2 separate regions of the Mus musculus genome follow, and region 1 is linked to region 2. The links are chromatin contacts, called in public promoter capture Hi-C maps. All regions are on one chromosome and are shown on one strand. Each heading gives the region's core, a stretch centred on a gene start, on an enhancer-like site or on the middle of the called end of the contact. The rest is flanking DNA. Distances are from core to core; before and after follow the strand shown. Region 1 holds the start of 5430421F17Rik (RIKEN cDNA 5430421F17 gene). Region 2 holds the start of Adam3 (a disintegrin and metallopeptidase domain 3 (cyritestin)).

Region 1 (4,477 bases), core at 626-3,125, 580 kb before region 2:
GATCCAACTGAGCCCAAGAGCAGAGAAGAATCAGAACCACAGCTGAAGAAATAATGTGAAATGCAGCCCCAGGCAGAAGGGCAGACATTTCCCCAGGAGTTCGGCAGAGGAGCCTGCGAATCTGGAAGGCATCATCCTGGAACTGGCTGGAGCCTTCACAGAGATGTCTCCGCAGTCAGTTATCTATGGGCTGTGGCCATCGAAGTCAAATCTGGTACCCAGGGCTCTTTGGGCCACACTGCTTCTTCTTGGCCACGCCCTGAACACAGTCATCTGCAGGGTCTCAACTGCTCCCAGCAAAACACGTCTTTCCCCTCTACTCCACATAATGTCTTCTGGTGGGATGAACACAGGCCACGTAAGTGTTTATGAGATGGATACAACATTTATTGCAGCCCAAGCAGGAAGCTCGGAACCTGAGAGGCCACGCCTCCTGCAGAGAACGCCGGAACACGGTGCTGCCCACAGCTCCATGTGTCTCAGCCTCCAGGGCAGAAAGGAAAGCAAGGCAGGGAGGATTCCCGGAAGGAACCCGGCGCCATTGCTGATTCTCCTGAAAGCCACTGGGAGCTACTTTCAGATTCCCTCTTATGGTCACTTTAATTAAGTAAATAACCCAAAAGTTTTAGGAAAATGGCCAACGTGAAAAGTCCAGGGGGCCTCAGCTACCTAAAGGTTCACAGTTTCTTCCATGTGGTCTGGAAAAGGGACCCTTTTAGATACAGCAACAGGAGAAGCTCTGCTCGCCAAGGAAAGAGAAGACGAGCCTAGACTCCATGGTGGCTGTCAGCCAGCAAAATCCCACAAGGATTGTGATTTGCATTCCAGGCCTTGTCCTTCGAGCCTTGCAGTAAACAGCACAGCAGCTCCCTTGTACATTAGCTCAGAAATATTGACTCCCTCTCCATCCTTCTGGGAGCTCTCGGTGTCTAGAGGCTTCTTTTGGGTCACAGGCGGTCTCTGCCTTCCTCGGGAGGTTAAAGGGTTCAGCTCTTCTTTTATTACCAAAATGTGAATCCCATAATCACATTGCTCCCACTGTTGAGTTAGCTGACCCCGCGAATCGACTGTTTTCATCAGAGAGATACCGTGAGCTACAATGGTATTTAGAGTGACGCAATGCCAAACCGAGGGAAAAGAGCATTCAGAAACAGTTACTGATACAAAATCATCTGGGCCTTTGGGAAGGGGAGAGAAAGCTCACGGCTTCCTCAGCCAGGGACCTCCCTAATAGTACAGGCTGCAAGCTCATTCTGGGGTAATTGTAGAGGCCTTGCCTGCCTCCTCCTGCCTACAGTTTCAACAGGCTCCTGTTCTCTGCCTCAGCTTTCAGCACACACCCAGGCAAACACACAGATAGATGCACATCCGCACCGACTCTTCAATGGCAGGTAGAGTCTGCACTCACCATCATTCCTGTTAGCACACTGACTTTACAAGATTAACCTCAAACCGACAGTTTAATTCCTGGGATTTTTTGACCTACTATGTGTATGTGTGCGCGCAAATGTTCAATTCACTTGGCTGTGTTAATTACAGATGAGTGAGCCCTACCGCAGTCTTCTTTACCAGTTTAGTGATACAGTTTGGGGACCAATTTTAAAGTCTTTGAGAAAGGATAGATGCCAAAGTGCCCTGTTTCCCACTAATCCACAGTGAGCAGCTTGCAAACCATGTCTAAAATTGTCCTCAATTCCAAGTTCTTTCTATACAATCAACCTCTCCAATATAATAATTCTAAAACCTTTTCTTGATCTCTGCTTTTAATAAAGTACATTTAGAGAGGATATGAATTCCAGATTTGATTTCAGACTCTGGGGATGTATATTCCTCTTCTGGAACGTGTATATCCGGTCCTGGGGTGAAAAGGGGCGGAGGGAGAGAGTGTGTGTTTCCACAGCATAACAAACATTCCTTGTATGGCTTGTGCTGTTTACACACTCAGCACATAGGGGAGAGGCAAAGAAGCCTGGGATAATGTTAGAGTCAGGTAAGGAATACTCTGCTGGTGCCGGGTGCCGGGTGCCGGGTGCCGGGTGCCGGGTGCCGGGTGCCGGGTGCCGGGTGCCGGGTGCCGTTGCCAACCTCTTTCTCTTGCTAATGTTTGGAGTTTTGTTTTTGGGTTTGGTTTTTTTTTTTTTTTCCCCTGTAGATGAATAACAACTACAGCGAATAAAGGATCCAGTGGATTCAGTTTTAGGTGATACTTGAGAAAGGGAGAAGGAAAGGGAAAGGGAGAGGGAGAGGGAGAGGGAGCGAGGGAGAGAGGGAGAGAGGGAGAGAGGGAGAGAGGGAGAGAGGGAGAGAGGGAGAGAGGGAGAGAGGGAGAGAGGGAGAGAGTCAGATAGACAGACTTTGTTTGATCACTGTCCTATCAATTCCTAAGCACTTTTGGCATAATGACTGGAATCTCCCCACCCCTAGGTATGACCTTGCCAGAGACCGGATTCCAGTCGTGGGATTCTCCTGCATAAAGGCTGGAAGAAATGATCTGGGCTGCTGAGCACAGGAAGCAGAAGGTGTGCTTCTGACTCATAACCCCCTCCGCTCGAGTGTGTCAGAGCATCTCCTGTGGAGTTGGAGAGATGCAGCCAGCTGGAGCTTGGGGCTAGGATAGGAAGCTTTGTCTCCTGTGGTGGGCTTGCTACCCAGGTGCCTTTGAATCATATAGCTCAGGGTTGACTCCTGAGTGTGACAAACAGAGATAGTAACTTAAATCTGCCGGCTTGTGGTTCAAATGAGCCCTGTCTTGTACTTGAAAAGGAGGTTAGGTGATGGCCTGGAGTTGCCAAAGCAGACACCTCAGTATAGGAGGATTCTCAGAGACAGTCTGATTTGTCCTCTGAGACCCCACGCCACTGTGTCGTGGAAGACAAACTTAGTTTTCTAGTCTCGTTTCCATCTCATGTTCCGGAACAGATTTCTTTGGATAATTTTATCTCTTTTGGAGAAATGCTGGTCTTTTAGATGTCCATGTCTCCCTTTCTTCATCGGGGTGGCCCCTGGGCATATAACAGAGAGGAGCAAGCTTGCTTCCATACGGTATTTCCTGATTACCCTCTATGTCTGATGGAATGTGGCTGGTCAGCTCTCCCTGGACCAGTGACTGTATGTCCTGGCCGTTGGCATTCAGCCAGGGTCTGTTCTAAAGCCTATTGTTGGATCGCTTGTGGTTCTGAGTCAGAGCCCAGGTTCCTTTTTTCCCTAATTCCTCTCCTCCTTAACCAAATCCCAGCCCTGGTTCAGTGGGCTGCTGGGTTTGGCTGGGATGCTGTAACGCTATGGAGGTCAGGACCCTAGCAATGTGTCTGGTAGCCCTTGGCCCCAGTGCCATCCTGATGCCACCACAGACTTCCTCTCTGGTAAATTCTGCAGCCAGACTCAACCAGACTCTGTGCCCCACCCCTGCAGGAGCCCAGAGGAAACTGGGGTTCTTTCCATACCACACAGGAACTGAGGGAAGCCTGGGAAAGCGAAACCCCGAGTCCTTCCATTGCCGAGTCACTCTGTGCTCTTCAGTGTGTTCAGATGTGGCCACTCTCAGATGGGTGTGGTGAGCCTGTTTCCATGCAGAATACCAACCAAGAAAGAAGGAGAAAGGACATGCATTGTGGTTAATTTATCTGCTATACCTTCACACTAGGGAAGCCCAGGGCAGACCAATGTGTCCCTCCAGCTTTGGTCTCCCTCCTACTTTCCGAGGGCCTGGATAAGAAATGGGCCAGCATCCTGCCTCTACAATGTATGCTTCTTCTCTCATCCTAGAGCCTGGCCTCCCTGCCTAGTTGCACAGACAGAGACAGGACTCTGGGCATGGAAATAACTCTGGCCTGAGTTCTGCCTACAGGCTTGTTTCTGGTTATCCAATTGGGGGAGTGAAAGAAAATTGGAAAATCCTGTTTGTCCTTCCACAAAGCCTAGCTATTACCATGATTGTGTCTGTAAAACCCATTGGCAGGTGAGAGTTTCAATGTTAATGTTTGCACACCCACGCTGAAGAAAGCCAATGACTCTAGGTGAAGACACAGGTCAGTTAGGGAAACAACAGAGCAGAAAATATACTCCACCACCACCACCACCAACAACAACAACAACAGCAATAGCCAGTTTGCCTCCAGACACTCTTCCATCTAAAAGAACTGGATTCCTGAGACAGTACTGGAAAGTGCACTATGGAAAATCTGACACACTCTTCTAAAGTGTATGTGGATACTCGCTTTATTATTATCATTACTATGCTTCCAAGATGCTCATCTCTCAGATGTTGGCCTAGGGCAACTTCTGATGAGTGGTGTTTAGCGTACTGACTCAGAAGGATGCTTTGAAGCTCCCAGCAGCTTCTCTTCCAGTAAGAATCTTTCATGAGTTGTCCCGAAGCATCTGTCTGTCCCTAAGCATCTGTCACGGACTACTTTCCAGCACCGGTGGGCAGCTTCAGTGATTATTACCAGATTCTACTCTGTCCTTTTTATGATGC
Region 2 (4,236 bases), core at 1,148-3,647:
AAAAGCCTTAAAACTTGTACTTATAATTTTTATGTGCATGTGTGCACCTGTACGAGTTAATATGGGGAAGAACATGCAAGAACCCCCAGAGGTTGAAAGAAGGCATCGGATCCTCTGGAACTGGAGTTACAGGTTGTTGTGGGCTGTGATGTGGGTGCTGGGAAGAAAAACTCAGGTCCATCGGAAGAGCAGTAAGTGGTCTTAACTGCAGAGCCATCTCGACAGCCCCATGTTCTTGTAGAAACTTCCTGAAAATCTGTAGATATTTTAAATATTATGAGAAATCAACCTGGACTTCACAATTCCCTCCAAAGTGGTTATAAAAAAAAAAGAAAGAAGAAAGAAAGAAAGAAAGAAAGAAAGAAAGAAAGAGAGAAAGAAAGAAGGAAAGAAAGAAAGAAAAAAAGAAAGAAAGAAAGAAAGAAAGAAAGAAAGAAAGAAAGAAAGAAAGAAAGAAAGAAAGAAATTCAGGAGAGGGTAAGCAGAGTGACAGTAGGATATAGTAAATTGAAATACATCATTTAATAGATTAAGATATGGGAAACACAGTATACAGCAAGAGGTTACTGTGGCATTCAACTGTATTGGGCCATAATTAATTTTTGATACATAGTGAACATTTTGCCATATTCTTGCTTAGCTATGTTTGCACTATGGTTATACGTACCACTTTTTAAAATGTCTTTCTGTTACCCTGTCTCATCCAAACCCTCCGAGTTGCTTTTTTAAAAGAGCTCCTTCATGTTCTAGAGAGCCCACTGCATTTAATGACTGCCACGGCTTAAATCCCGCACGCCTTTGTTTTATCCCCTCCTTAGCTCATCTACGGACCCACCAATCACACCAAACCCAGAAAGGATTCTGTACGTCTTTGCTCTGAAGAAACACTAAGGGTTGGAGGACACTGGGAAAGGCCATTCGGGAAAGCATCACCAGGTTCTCTCAGCCCTGTCTTCTCAGCGAGGTGCTCTTGATACCTGGGTTCCAGGACACCGTTGTGGCTATCTCTAAGGAACATGGAATTTGGCTTGTCCTTTAATAAATATGGTGACTACCTATAAAATCGATTACACCTGTTTGACTACAAAGGGATGGAATTTATCTTTAGTCTGCCATAAACTTGAGTGCATATTTAATAAATATAAAAAGTTTTATTAAGAAGGGGATTTAGGAGGATAAATGGGAGATTTTTTTTTTCTGCAGAAGCTTTTATTTTCAAAGATAAAAAGAATTTTTCAGTATTTTCTTTTCTCCTCGTGAGTTGGCATCTGTAGCCTGATTTATGTGGAGTTCTCCTAAATGGACCAGTCTTCTTGACTGATCTCTTGTCAAGATTGTAACAGATTTTTTCTTGAGATTCCTGTGTAGCCCTAGTCAAACCCTTGGAAGAAGTCATTCAGTAATCCAGTTATTCTTCACCATAAATACAACATCCTTTCTGTTGAGCTATGTGGGGGTGGGGGGCATCTTAATACAATCACACAGAAATTTGTACATCTTACTATTGATTCATTTATAGTTTCTATGTATGACAACTCTTACATCTGCCTTCCTGTTTGTACCTCATTCAGAAACAAATACAGTATCCATAATGTTTGATACCCAGGCCTATTGCTTGTTGGCCTTCAGAAGTTCAAAGGTGGAGTTAAATTTGAATTATTTGAATAATCTACATTAATCAGGTGAAAGCAATAATAATGTTACTCAATAAGCACATGTTTCTGATTTTGGCTACATACTAACCTCCATGAAATATAATAAAATCACGACTAACACTTACCATAACTTTTGTGACCTATGTAAAATTTTAAGAATGTCTTAAGGCTCCAGTTAGGAAGTTATGCACTAAAAGTGGCCACACAATTGAAAGCCGTTATAATTTGCTGTCAGTTATTAGGTCATTTTTTTTCAGTATATGAAAAACATCTGGCCTTATGAAATATTGAAATACTAAAATAAATATATGACACAACACAAACCAGGGCAAATTCTTCAGTAAACAAGAGAGGTTTAATTTTTATTGTTGTTCATCATTAGCTACAACAGCTATTTCTTGACAAAAACATTACAATGTTTAGGAAGCACTCATGAAAAATTAAAAATTTTTATTGTCTAGTTTCTGTTTTCTTTTACAAAATGGGAACGGTATTCATTTTATTTTACATGTAAATATTGTGTGTAAAGGCATACAGGCCGTAGCATGCGCAGAAAGAACTGGGACTAGGTAGCTGGTGACAGGGCTCATGAGCTGGCAGCTCTTTCAGAGTCCAGCGTTCATGTGGGGCAGCTTCAGGCATCCTCTGACGTCTGCAGGGAAAAGGTTGAGTCATCTGGGCTCTGGTCACAGAGCTGCTGTGGCACCCTCACCGTGGGCCTTCCTGTTCGTACTTCCTGTTCTGTCTCTCCTGCTCCCGAAGAGCTCAGGCGCAGGGGCCACGAGCTGCTGCCGTTGCATCAACTGACACCACCGTGGCAAAGTCAGCAGCCACACCATGCTGCCCTTATTCCTAGTCCTCTCATACCTAGGCCAAGTGATCGCTGCAGGCAAAGGTAAGCAAAGTCGCTGCTGGGCAGGGGACCACCTGTCAACAGGCCATCTGCCATGCTGGCTCCACAGTCTTTACTCCTGGAAGTTCAGAACAGGCTAGTGAAGGTGCATCAGAGCCCCACCCAGCTCCAGGGTCCAGGGGTTCAGCGGCCCATCTCTCCCTGCTAGTGGGAGAATTCAGCCCAAAGATCGTTGACCCTCCTTTGCTGAGAACATCTGTAAAGTGGGAGGAGACGGGGAGGGAGGAAGAAAGCTAGAGGCCCGTATGTCCCACGTGTTCTCTGCTTGGCTAGAGGACCATAGCCAAGACAGGTGCACTCACTGTCGCTCTCTCTGCAGACGTAGAAACACCACTTCTGCAGATCACAGTACCAGAGAAAATCGACACCAACATCCAGGATGCCAAGGAGGCAGAGACACAAGTAATTAAGAAACCGGATATTTGGAAAATGACGGGTGTTTATTTGTACTCTACTTCTGGTCCACATCAAAGAATTCCTACATAGCCATTTTGAAATTCTGTTTATGCCTAATTTAGTGTGATAAAGATTGTTGATCTGAGGCAGGGCAAAGGTCTCGGTTTTCTTGGACTTCCCAAGAGGAGTGTGAACATTGCCCAACTGTTTTATGTAAGACTCAAATGCTTTAGCTTCTGGTCTCCACACTGCCATGCATAGCTTACACGGCCACTAGTTATATATTCTTATAGGCGAGACTATACTAAAATTTATGGTGCATCATGATTTTTTAAACTGGTACCATAAATCCCTCCAAGCCCATAAATGCACGCGTTTTAAATCCTTCGGAAAGCAGAACAGTAAAGCATAAATTATAAAAATCATTCTAAAGACCAAAAAGAGATGCGTATTAAAGTAAGTGTCCATCTGCATACGTTCTGAGATACTCATTTTAACCAACTGAACTTTTAGTCACATACATTTTTTTTAATGACTCGATATGGCAATATTGTCTTTCTTCTTCTACAGTGTTACCTCATAGGTGTATAAAACTTCTGACCAGCAGAGAGCCTCAAGTTTTCTCAGAGCCATTTCCATAGGATGTCCGCAAAGTGGTTCGGAATGTTTTTAGTTCTTCCCAAGTCAGACAAGTGTTTCCTACAAAAGTCAGCACACTGACATCAATCATCGTCTCATGCTGCCCTAAATCATCTGCTTACAGTCTCCCTGCTTTTGTATTCTTAGACGTTTTAATTCAATATATAACATGGACGATAGCCTGCATAGTTTTAAAACTAGCCTCTTGGGATTTGACAATAGATAATATTCAATCCACAAGGAAATAATATTTCACACCCCAAACCATGGACGTGGCATTTTAAGTGATGTTTCTGTTTAGTCTTTGAAATTTTTCTTACATGTATATGACATATCTTGATCATACCCCACTCCTTTCCTTTTGTAGCTTCCTTGCAGGCCCCCCCCCCAATGTCCTCCATGTTCTTAGGTTGATTTTCTTTAAACACATTTTATCTGTATTCTTTATTCTCACCAGTTTGTGACATGCACGTGCCTGATTCACACCTGTCCTGTAGGTTTCATCACAACGTATCTGCATGCTGCTTCATTTTCTCGGGCTATAGAAACTGGCATCATGAAATTTGCTTTCCAGTTGTTTATCCTTTGATTTACAGGAGTAAAACATGCCCAGTATAGTTAATTGTATGTTTC

Evidence for each region. Promoter capture Hi-C pulls out the DNA fragments that hold promoters and counts their contacts.
Region 1: a contact with region 2 is called in a promoter capture Hi-C map of the C10 cell line, with 4 times the contacts expected there. The contact joins the promoter of 5430421F17Rik here to the promoter of Adam3 in region 2. A contact is called at or near these places in 2 of 39 promoter capture datasets (the C10 cell line and pre-B cells).

What each region holds. Positions count from the first base shown.
Region 1 is chr8:25,303,668-25,308,144 of GRCm38.p6, reverse strand. 5430421F17Rik (RIKEN cDNA 5430421F17 gene) reads left to right here and starts at 1,875. Exons shown (of 3, transcript NR_040352.1): 1 at 1,875-1,990; 2 at 2,425-2,519; 3 at 3,412-4,477.
Region 2 is chr8:24,724,013-24,728,248 of GRCm38.p6, reverse strand. Adam3 (a disintegrin and metallopeptidase domain 3 (cyritestin)) reads left to right here and starts at 2,397. Exons shown (of 22, transcript NM_009619.5): 1 at 2,397-2,550; 2 at 2,888-2,970. The coding sequence starts at 2,493. It also overlaps a transcript of Adam5 not described here.